Regions from separate parts of the Mus musculus genome. Here region 1 is linked to region 2. The links are chromatin contacts, called in public Hi-C maps. All regions are on one chromosome and are shown on one strand. The core of a region is the stretch at or near the end of the contact, and the rest is flanking DNA. Distances in the headings are between cores, read along the strand shown.

Region 1 (4,730 bases), core at 1,575-4,074, 180 kb before region 2:
TTGCAATAAATAAATAGCTATCAAAAGCCCTCATTTACATATAGTGAAAGTGTAGCTATAAAGGTGAAGTGACCTGAGAGCTTATCAAGTGGAGAAAGTACATTTATAGCCAGATCTTTCGACTCTACAGTGCTACCCTCGCTCCATCTTCCAACTTTACATCGCACTCTAATTACACAACCTGGTTGCTTTCTTAGGGTACATATCTTAAAAACAAAAACAAAAAGAAACCCTGCTGATCCTCTGAGGAGAAAGCTATGGAATGCCTCCCAAGAAACCAGCACCAAGAACACTGCCTGATCCTTGAGGCCCTGCGTGAATTCTGAAGAGCTCGCTCATCAGCTGATTTACCTGAATGGAAAGGAAACTGCTGCTTGGCTTCACCAGTATGCGCATCCCAAATGATGGTGGTCTGAGATTAAAAGGAGAAGAAAAGTTAAAGAGTGTCTGAACAGCAGAATGGACACCTGACTGTATCAAGGCGGAAGGATGCTGTGTAGTGAACTCCACAGGCAATGTTTTTATTCCTCACAGCAGCCCAGGAAAAAGGATCATGATGCAGCTTCACTTTTCTGTGGTGGTTTCTCGCCAACTTATTTCCTACAACAACTCTTGTTTGTCAACAAAGAGTCTGCATTGAATTAGACTATTTAATGGCTATCACTGCAATGGTGCAAGATTTTCCAGCTCAGGAGTTATAAGGAGGAAAGTGCTTGTTATAGTAAAATCACCACTAAAAGATTTCTTTTACTTGGACCTCCTATGAACCCCCCGCCCCCGCCCCCAAAGGCCGTTTACATTTTGATACCACTTAAAGCAGGTCGTGAAACTGCTTATGAAAGTGCCAAGTGCTGGCTTTTCCCGAATCCTTCATCTCCCTTTTAAAAGTGTTCACTGAAAATATGAGTCTCAGCCAGTTCCTGTCTCCTTCCCCAGCACTACCCAACTGATTAAGAGCCTGGGCGTTGCTGATGGAAACAGCCACGGCTGCCCCTGAGAAAGCCTGAGAAGCACCAAGAACTTCATTCCATGCTTCACGAGAGTCAAACCCCAGAAGAAAATGAGGAACGGTCATAGCAACACAGATACAATGAGCAGACTCAGGAAAACAAGTAGACAATATAAGACATTTCTAGTACTGTGACAAATTCATGCTTGAACGAACTCAAGTCTGCTTCAGTGATTAGCAGGAAAGAAAAAAATATTACTTTCAAATATATTCTTGATAGAGCTTGGCTGAATGTTCATTTACCTTATCTACGCCAGCACTTAGGATGAAATTTCCTTTCTTATTCCATTTTAATGCAAATATAGGACCTTTATGCTGCCCCAAGGTGCTGGCAAGATTACCTAAATTAAAAACAAACAAACACACACATTAAAATTACTTCAAACTTTTAAATTTAGAACATCAATAAAGTTAGAAAATGTCATACCATCTTTAGTCCATATTCTGGCAAATCCATCATATGACCCAGTTGCTAGAAGTGTACCTTCACTCTGGCAGAGAAACACATTTTGTTTATTACACAACTCAAAAGGCCATTTAATTACTACACACATGTTGCCTGTTTAAGTCCCAGGCACAAAAGACCCTGATCTATGTGTAAGTGCCAACAAAGGCTGGCAAACCCCCACCCCCTAATGAAGGCGGTGTTCTCGGACAGGCCAATCCCAGTGTGTGCACCGGCAGGAAGTGCTGTGGAGCAGGACTGCAGTCCCTATGCAGAACATTTTCACAGGTGACCATGAGTGAGGATGGGGCAAGTGTAGACCAGGAAGGACAACATAAAAATGATACCATGAGAATGCTTTTTATAAGAAGTAAAAAGCAAAGCCTACAATTCACTCCTAAATTCTGATTAGGATTTTAGGAATATGGGGCCAGATTGAAGCTAAAATTGGGATCTAATTTCAAGATTATATAATGCCAAGTCCTCAAATGTCTTCATTCACAGACCATTTATGCAAGAACAAAACACTCACATTCCAATCTAGAGACGTGACATCCTTGTTACTGGGCACGTCCTGCCCTCCTTCCCGTATGCAGTGTCTAAGCACGAGCTGCGTAGGGCCACTCGTGCTGTTCTCACTGAGGTTCCAGATTCTTGCCGTGGAGTCTCCAGACCTTCAGAGTCAAAAAATCGGCTTAAGTCTTCATATAAGCAAGCATTCCAGAACCCAAGCCATACATTTAACACCTGAATAAGAAGTAGACTACCAGATATAAACATTTCTAATATTTCTCTTTTAGAGCTCCTACCAAGTAATAATACTAACCTACTAAGGTAAAATGACCGGAAAGTGAAATCTATGTAGCAGTCCTTTTGTTGAGGTATTCTTAGATGCCATTGTCATGCTGCACGTGACATAATCCCAGGACACAGTGCATCAACAAGGCAAGGTTACAGAGTAAATCCTGTCTAAAACAACAAAATACTCAACAGCTAGAAAGCTCTTTGAAAAACCTACCCTGATGCCAGGAGATCACTAACAGGGTTCCAGGCACAGATGAAAACTTCAGATTCATGGCCCCGAAGCACAACCGCTTTATTGGAAGGGATTTCCACATCCCCATCTACTTCCATCATGTCAGTGTGATTATCTGCAGCATGAGAAGTAGCAGTTCTGTCAGAAGGTAAGCACATTTCTAGCAAGTATGGCTGTACTAGTTTTAAAAGTGTGAGTGTTTATGCCCAGAGAATGTGTATGTGGAAGTGGTAAAAAAAAGAAAGGGGGAAAAAGGGCTATACCTCAGCATGGCTGAATTAAACAGCCTGTAACAATACTATTCTGAGTTCTGCCAGTAGGGGTTGCTGATATCATTTCTATAGCATGAGTCATCTTTATTGCTCACCATCAGAGCCTTGCTGGATGTTTATAACAGGGACTACTAGAAATTTTACTTAGAAATCAACTGCAGATGCAATGTTCACTTAAGAGTAGAAAGGGGTTTCAGAAACATTTAGGAACAAACAAACATTCAGTGTATTTAGCTTTTTAGAATCTTAGGTAGAAAATATGAACTGTGTGATGCACTATACTGCCTGTTTTTGTGTGTCAACTTGACACAGCTGGAATTATCACTCAGAAAGGAGCTTCAGTTGAGGAAATGCCTCCATGAGATCCAACTGTAAGGCATTTTCTCAACTGGTGATCAAGGGGGGAAAGCCCACTGTGGGTGGTGCCATCCCTGGGCTGGTAGTCTTGGGTTCTATAAGAGAGCAGGCTGAGCAAGCCAGTAAAGAACATCCCTCCATGGCCTCTGCATCAGCTCCTGCTTCCTGATCTGCTTGAGTTCCAGTCCTGACTTCCTTGGTGATGAACAGCAGTATGGAAGTGTAAGCTGAATAAACTCTTTCCTCCCCAACTTGCTTCTTGGTCATGATGTTTGTGCAGGAATAGAAACCCTGACTAAGCGAAGCATGTTGGGGGGTAAAGACAAACACTGGCTATCAGTACAGCTCTAAGGATGGGGCAATGGAGAACAGTAGTGTGTGCTGAGCATCTCCAAGCATTCTCGGCTCACTTGCGATGGTATGTGCTCCATTCTCCTCCCCATTTGCTGTATTCTCTCCATTTTTTGCAGATCCTTGCTGGTTAGTGGCGGCAGCAGCGGCAGCGGCTGCGGCTGCATGCTGCTGTGCAAGCTTGTCTCTGTAGGCTTGTTGTCTTGTTTGGACTACATCGGGCATAACAGCATCTATCAGGGACAGAGACTCGATGGGTCGACCATCAAATAAGGTGCCATCCTGGGGTTGGAAAACCGGGAAAGAAAAATGAGATGTAGTCATGAGGTTAACAAACATTCCATTAACAAAATGAACAACTTCATTCTAAGGAAACCGTGAACGTGAGCAAGAAGGAGGAAGGGGGCAAGAATGACAAAGATGCAAACAGCCACCAACTGTCACTGAGGTCCTGCTGAACTCTGCACAAAGACAAACCAATACAAGAGGCCATTCACAAAAGCTTAAAGATAATAAAATGATAATGTATAACATCCAGGTAAGAAAAGCTGTTAGTAAAAAACACTGACCAATATGAATATGTCATACCACGGGATCCAGGCCTTGGAATAAAGGAAAGCACCTGTACTGACCGGGAGCAGATCTTGACCTTACTGGTTTTCTCTAAACATTACAGGATGATCATACACAGAAGTCATCTAGATGTGTGTGATACACAAACTTGACATTAGGAGTAAATGAAGGGACCCACAGATAATGCTAACTGTGGCAATGTGGTAACCCACCGCTGAGGATACCAAAAGGGAACTGGACTACTTTAAACAGCTAAAATCTTTTCATTTACTTTTACAAAAAAAAAGGGGGGGGGGGGGAGGGCATGTGTTTACCTCTACATATTCCGGCCATACACTAAACATTGTAGCTACAACAAAGTTCTACTCAGAAAGAACATGCAGTGTGTGCTTATGAATGCTTTAAAGGCTGTAAGGTCCTTGTTACAGCGCCTCATGTTCCCAGCAGCTACCCAGTGACAGTCCAGAACTAAATGAGCTCGGCTGTGCTACAAAGCTAATTTATAGAATCAGGGAGCAGGTAAGATGGCCTCAGGCACAAGTAGCATGCCAACACCAGAAATAAACACACTACTTCCACATGAACCTTGGACACGAAGCTCTGAGAATCAATGTTGGCATCAATTATAAATAAATTGGCTTCCAACATCAGGGTACATGAAACTAACAGTGTTTTTTTATGTCCTTG
Region 2 (4,740 bases), core at 827-3,326:
AGTGGCAAGCACTTTTACCCCCTGATCCATCCCTCTGCACAGGCTTGTTTTATTATTATTATTATTATTATTATTTTTATTTTTATTGATGTGCGTGTTAGTCAGCTTTCTAGTTGTACTGGCTAGTTTTGTGTCAACTTGACACAGCTGGAGTTATCACAGAGAAAGGAGCTTCAGTTGAGGAAATGCCTCCATGAGATCCAACTGTAAGGCATTTTCTCAATTAGTGATCAAGGGGGAAAGGTCCCTTGTGGGTGGGACCATCTCAGGGCTGGTAGTCTTGGTTCTATAAGAAAGCAGGCTGAGTAAGCCAGGTGAGGCAAGCCAGTAAAGAACATCCCTCCATGGCCTCTGCATCAGCTCCTGCTTCCTGACCTGCTTGAGTTCCAGTCCTGACTTCCTTGGTGATTAACAGCAGTATGGAAGTGTAAGCTGAATAAACCCTTTCCTCCCCAACTTGCTTCTTGGTCATGATGTTTGTGCAGGAATAGAAACCCTGACTAAGACCAATTGGTACCAGCATAGTGGGGTATTCCTGTGACAACCTGACCATGTTTTGGGGAGGACTGTGGAAGGACTTTGGAACTTTGGGCTAGAAGATCCATTTGTTGTTAAGAGCTCTGTCATATGTTGTGTAGGAGCTTGGAAGATAATGTTGAGAACAGTGCAGAAGATGGAGGCCTGGCTTGTGAAGTTTCAGAGGGAAAATTAAAGACTCTTTTCAGGGACCATTGCTATTTTGGAGTTTGATTATTCTGTGGTTCTGGTTAGCTGGGACTGAAGAATCAGTTGTGATTAACAAGATACCAGAACTACTAAAGCAAAACCTTTGCATTACTGGGACTATTGATGCTGGTTAGCTGGGGCTAAGAAATTAGCGGTGACTAAGAAGAGACCAGCATTATTGAGGTGACATCTTCTGGGAAGTATTTTCTGAAAGCACAAAGAGGCTGTGTTCCAGAGATGGCCAAGGTTGTACTCCTGCTGCAGCAGGACTTGGTAATATGTAAGGGTCACCCAGGTGGTACTGGTTTTGAAGGCATGAAGGGGTCACACAAAGCAGCTGAGGCTTGGCACTGTGAGAGGCCATGGAAGGCCATTGGTGAAGGTGCAGCCTCAGTTGCAATTGAAGGCCCAGGACTGAAGGGGTCATGCAGTGTTTTGGAGATGCCAGTACCATGAGATGACCACCAAGAGCAGCAGCAGCAGTGGAGTACAGGCATCTGGAGCCTAGAGGATGATGTGTGTGCTACAAAGGGCCTGGTTGGAGAAGTGACCCAAGCCCTTGGAGGAGCCCAGAAGATCGTGAGTTGGATCCCAGACATTGGACGGTTGGAGATTGACTTTTGCTTTTGATTGTGACTGTGCCCTGATATTTTCCCTCTTGAAGGAAGAAACTGTTTTAGTGGAGCCCACAGTTAAGAGACTTTTAATTGTAAAAAGACTTTGAAATTTAAAAGAGATGGATATTTTAAAGAGATTGAAAATTTAAGAATATGTAAAGACTGTGGGACTTTTAAAGTTATTTAGAATGGGGATAAATAAGATTGTAAGGGTTGAGGCTTACTAGTGATGTTTTTGTGTGTCAAGTTGACAAGGGGTCAATTGTACTGGCTAGTTTTGTGTCAACTTGACACAGCTGGAGTTATCACAGAGAAAGGAGCTTCAGTTGAGGAAATGCCTCCATGAGATCCAACTGTAAGGCATTTTCTCAATTAGTGATCAAGGGGGAAAGGTCCCTTGTGGGTGGGACCATCTCAGGGCTGGTAGTCTTGGTTCTATAAGAAAGCAGGCTGAGTAAGCCAGGTGAGGCAAGCCAGTAAAGAACATCCCTCCATGGCCTCTGCATCAGCTCCTGCTTCCTGACCTGCTTGAGTTCCAGTCCTGACTTCCTTGGTGATTAACAGCAGTATGGAAGTGTAAGCTGAATAAACCCTTTCCTCCCCAACTTGCTTCTTGGTCATGATGTTTGTGCAGGAATAGAAACCCTGACTAAGACACTAGTACTGTGACACAATCCTTGAACAGATCAACCAGAAGGAAGTGCTGTGTCTTATGGGTTCAGAGCTTCCAGTCTGTTGGTCATTGTCTGCACTGTGTCTGAGTCTGAGAAACATAAACCAGGGCAGGTTACCAGGGTCCTGCTTCTTCACATTGGATCCACTTCCTTGTCAGTATCACACCTGGATAGTCCTTAGACTACAGTAGATTGATGGCATAAGATACTAAAGAGGTCAAAGTACTTATGAGCCAGTGAAGATCCAAAGCCACACCTCTGAAATCCACTGCATTGCGAACCATCCTTCAACACATGAGCCTTTGGAGAAAGCCCAGATCTAATCCATAGCAGCATGACAGACTCTAGTCAGGATGGCAGGTCATATCATTATGGGCTAAGAGCTTTGCTCTCCTGGAAAAGGCATGGGAAGAGGCAACTGCCAGTCTGGACTGTTGCCTGGGACACAAGAGAGACTGGCATGGCCTCATCAGACAAATCAAAAAGGACTGCTTGTGTCTGGGAAATCTAGAAGGATTTGGGAATTTGAACATTATGAGTCACCCAACTTCCTGCACTGTCCCATCTAATCATTCACTGACTGGGAGATACTTAGAGAAATTAGGAGGTGCTGAAACTCAGGAATGTTGTAATTCAACAACCCAAAAGATAACACAGTGTCATAATTTCAGTCTCCACAGCCCTGTGGCCACAAGAACACAAGGCACTCTTTTTAGAGAACATATAGTTCTCTAAGCCAACCCAGGTCATGGCTAAATCGTCTGCCTGTCTGGATTAGTCACAGTTCTGCTTTATCTGAGAGTATGGGAAGAGATTTCAAAAGAACTGCCTCTTGCTTTTATCAGTTCTACCAATTTGAATCTATCTGTAAAGCATGATAATAAGATGGAGACTCAAGAGAGAGAGTCCTGTTCAAACTCTGAAGGCAGTCTGAAGGCCGAACTCCTTCTTCCATTGCAGTGGATCTTTTTCTCTTGGGGTTGTAAATGATTTTGAGGAGCCCATCTATCATAGGGACTCAAAGCAGACCAATATAGTACTAAAAAAAAAAAAAAAAAGAAAAAAGAAAGAAAAGAAAAGAAAGAAGAAGCCTTCAGGAGGATCTAGGGCAAAGTTTAATTGACAGAGTACTTGATTAGTGTGCATGAAGCCCTGAATTCTCTCCTTAGCTCTGCATAACACTGGCCTGGTGATGCACGCCTATAATCACTTCTGAAAATAGAGGTAGAAGGATCAGGGATTCAAAAGTCATCTTATTCTACAAAGGGAATTTGATGTCAGCCGTGGATACATGATGAACGAACAATATGCCTGAAAATTCCATGACCTGAATTTGATTCCCAGAACCCATTCAGTGGGGGCTGAAGAGGTACTTGGTCTTCTGAGGACCTGAGTTCAACTTCTGTGCCTACAAGGTGACTCCTGATAATCCATAACCTCTTCAGGCACCAGGCTTGCATGTGGTGCACATACACACTCTGGGAAAACCACTTATACACATTAAATAAGTAAGTAAGGAAATAAATAAACAAATAATGAAACAAAACTTTAGAGAGTCTGGTTGTGCTGATGCACTTTTATAAACTTAGTGGTAGAAATATCTATCATCTATCTATCTATCTATCTATCTATCTATCTATCTATCTATCTATCTCAAAATCCTGGGATTCAGGAATCACTCCCCTATCCTGCTAGACAAACACTAGGGCACTGAACTGAGAGACTGAATTTCAGCACCCAGCCCCCAAAAGATATGAAAGTACACTCATACAAATTAACCAAAAAAAAAAAAAAAAAAAAAAGAAGAAGAAGAAAGAAAGAAAGAAAGAAAGAAAGAAAGAAAGAAAGAAAAGTAAAAAATTAAGAAGAGGTACACAGAACTTGAGGAAGGAAGCCCAAGGTTGTCTTTTGGCTTCCATGTGTATATATGTATACTCCTCCACTACATATACATCATATACATATACACAAGTATGTAAATTAATTAATTAATTAATAACTTCACAGCCACACCCTGACCTCCACTGAACTAAATATCGGGGTACAGTTTATCTAGGTAAGTTGACACATGAAATTAACTATCATCCTGTCTTTGCTTCTATAATAGTAGAGCACAGCTAATCGGGATTTTTTTTTTTTTTTACCCCATGTGAACTTCTACTTTTGGTAATTAGTAACTTGGTCTTCCCAGACTTGCCTAGCTCCTCCTTCTCATGTGACCACAGTTCTCTAAAACATCATCAGATAAGCATTTCTCGAGAGCAAGGCTACTTAGCTTCAAGTTTGCTATAATTACCATGCTGCTCAAAGTTCTTACCTGAAAATAACCGAGTTCACCCAGGCTGGTTTTAGTTGCAATGGGCTTAATAAAGGCTCATGGGATCGTACAGGAAGCGAAGAGAAATGCTGTTGCCATGAAGTCATACTGAAGAAAGAGCCTCATGAGAGCTGCTGCCCCATTGCTGCTAGCTCCAGACCAAGTTCTGAGCTAAGGCAGATGTTCCTAAGCCCAAGATCTATGCATGATGTTCTGGGAGTTGATTATTTACAGGGAAAATGAGCATAGTTGTTCATCTTTTTTCACTCTAGGCTGATGAATTAATTACATGATGGGAACCCTTCACTGTCAACTCAATGCCAGGGCTCAAAAAAACTGGAGACAAGGCTCACTTAATAACCTGTGACTCCTCTCTGCACTTCTCACCCCACCCCCTACCCTATAC

Evidence for each region. A called contact is a pair of places that touch in the nucleus more often than the background predicts.
Region 1: a Hi-C map of bone marrow-derived macrophages shows a contact between it and region 2, with 2.2 times the contacts expected there. The contact joins two enhancer-like sites. A contact is called at or near these places in 5 of 484 Hi-C or Micro-C datasets (the G1E-ER4 cell line, the HL-1 cell line, bone marrow-derived macrophages and 2 more), 1 of 115 datasets of contacts at active chromatin or transcription factors (pancreatic cancer cells) and 3 of 9 other capture datasets (adipose tissue, liver and pancreatic islet).

The regions. Positions count from the first base shown.
Region 1 is chr3:22,188,790-22,193,519 of GRCm38.p6, reverse strand. Tbl1xr1 (transducin (beta)-like 1X-linked receptor 1) reads right to left here. Exons shown (of 16, transcript NM_030732.3): 5 at 3,530-3,752; 6 at 2,473-2,605; 7 at 1,987-2,128; 8 at 1,437-1,500; 9 at 1,253-1,350; 10 at 352-412. Among named protein-coding and RNA genes, the nearest start is that of Tbl1xr1, 110 kb to the right of the region's middle. Within about 2 kb of position 2,824, at least 13 of the 459 cell types and tissues checked have an H3K27ac peak or open chromatin away from gene starts, as enhancers often do. A contact at or near this core is called in bone marrow-derived macrophages, where this site is marked.
Region 2 is chr3:22,008,102-22,012,841 of GRCm38.p6, reverse strand. No RefSeq gene overlaps it. Among named protein-coding and RNA genes, the nearest start is that of Gm31813, 46 kb to the right of the region's middle. Within about 2 kb of position 2,076, at least 41 of the 459 cell types and tissues checked have an H3K27ac peak or open chromatin away from gene starts, as enhancers often do. A contact at or near this core is called in bone marrow-derived macrophages, where this site is marked.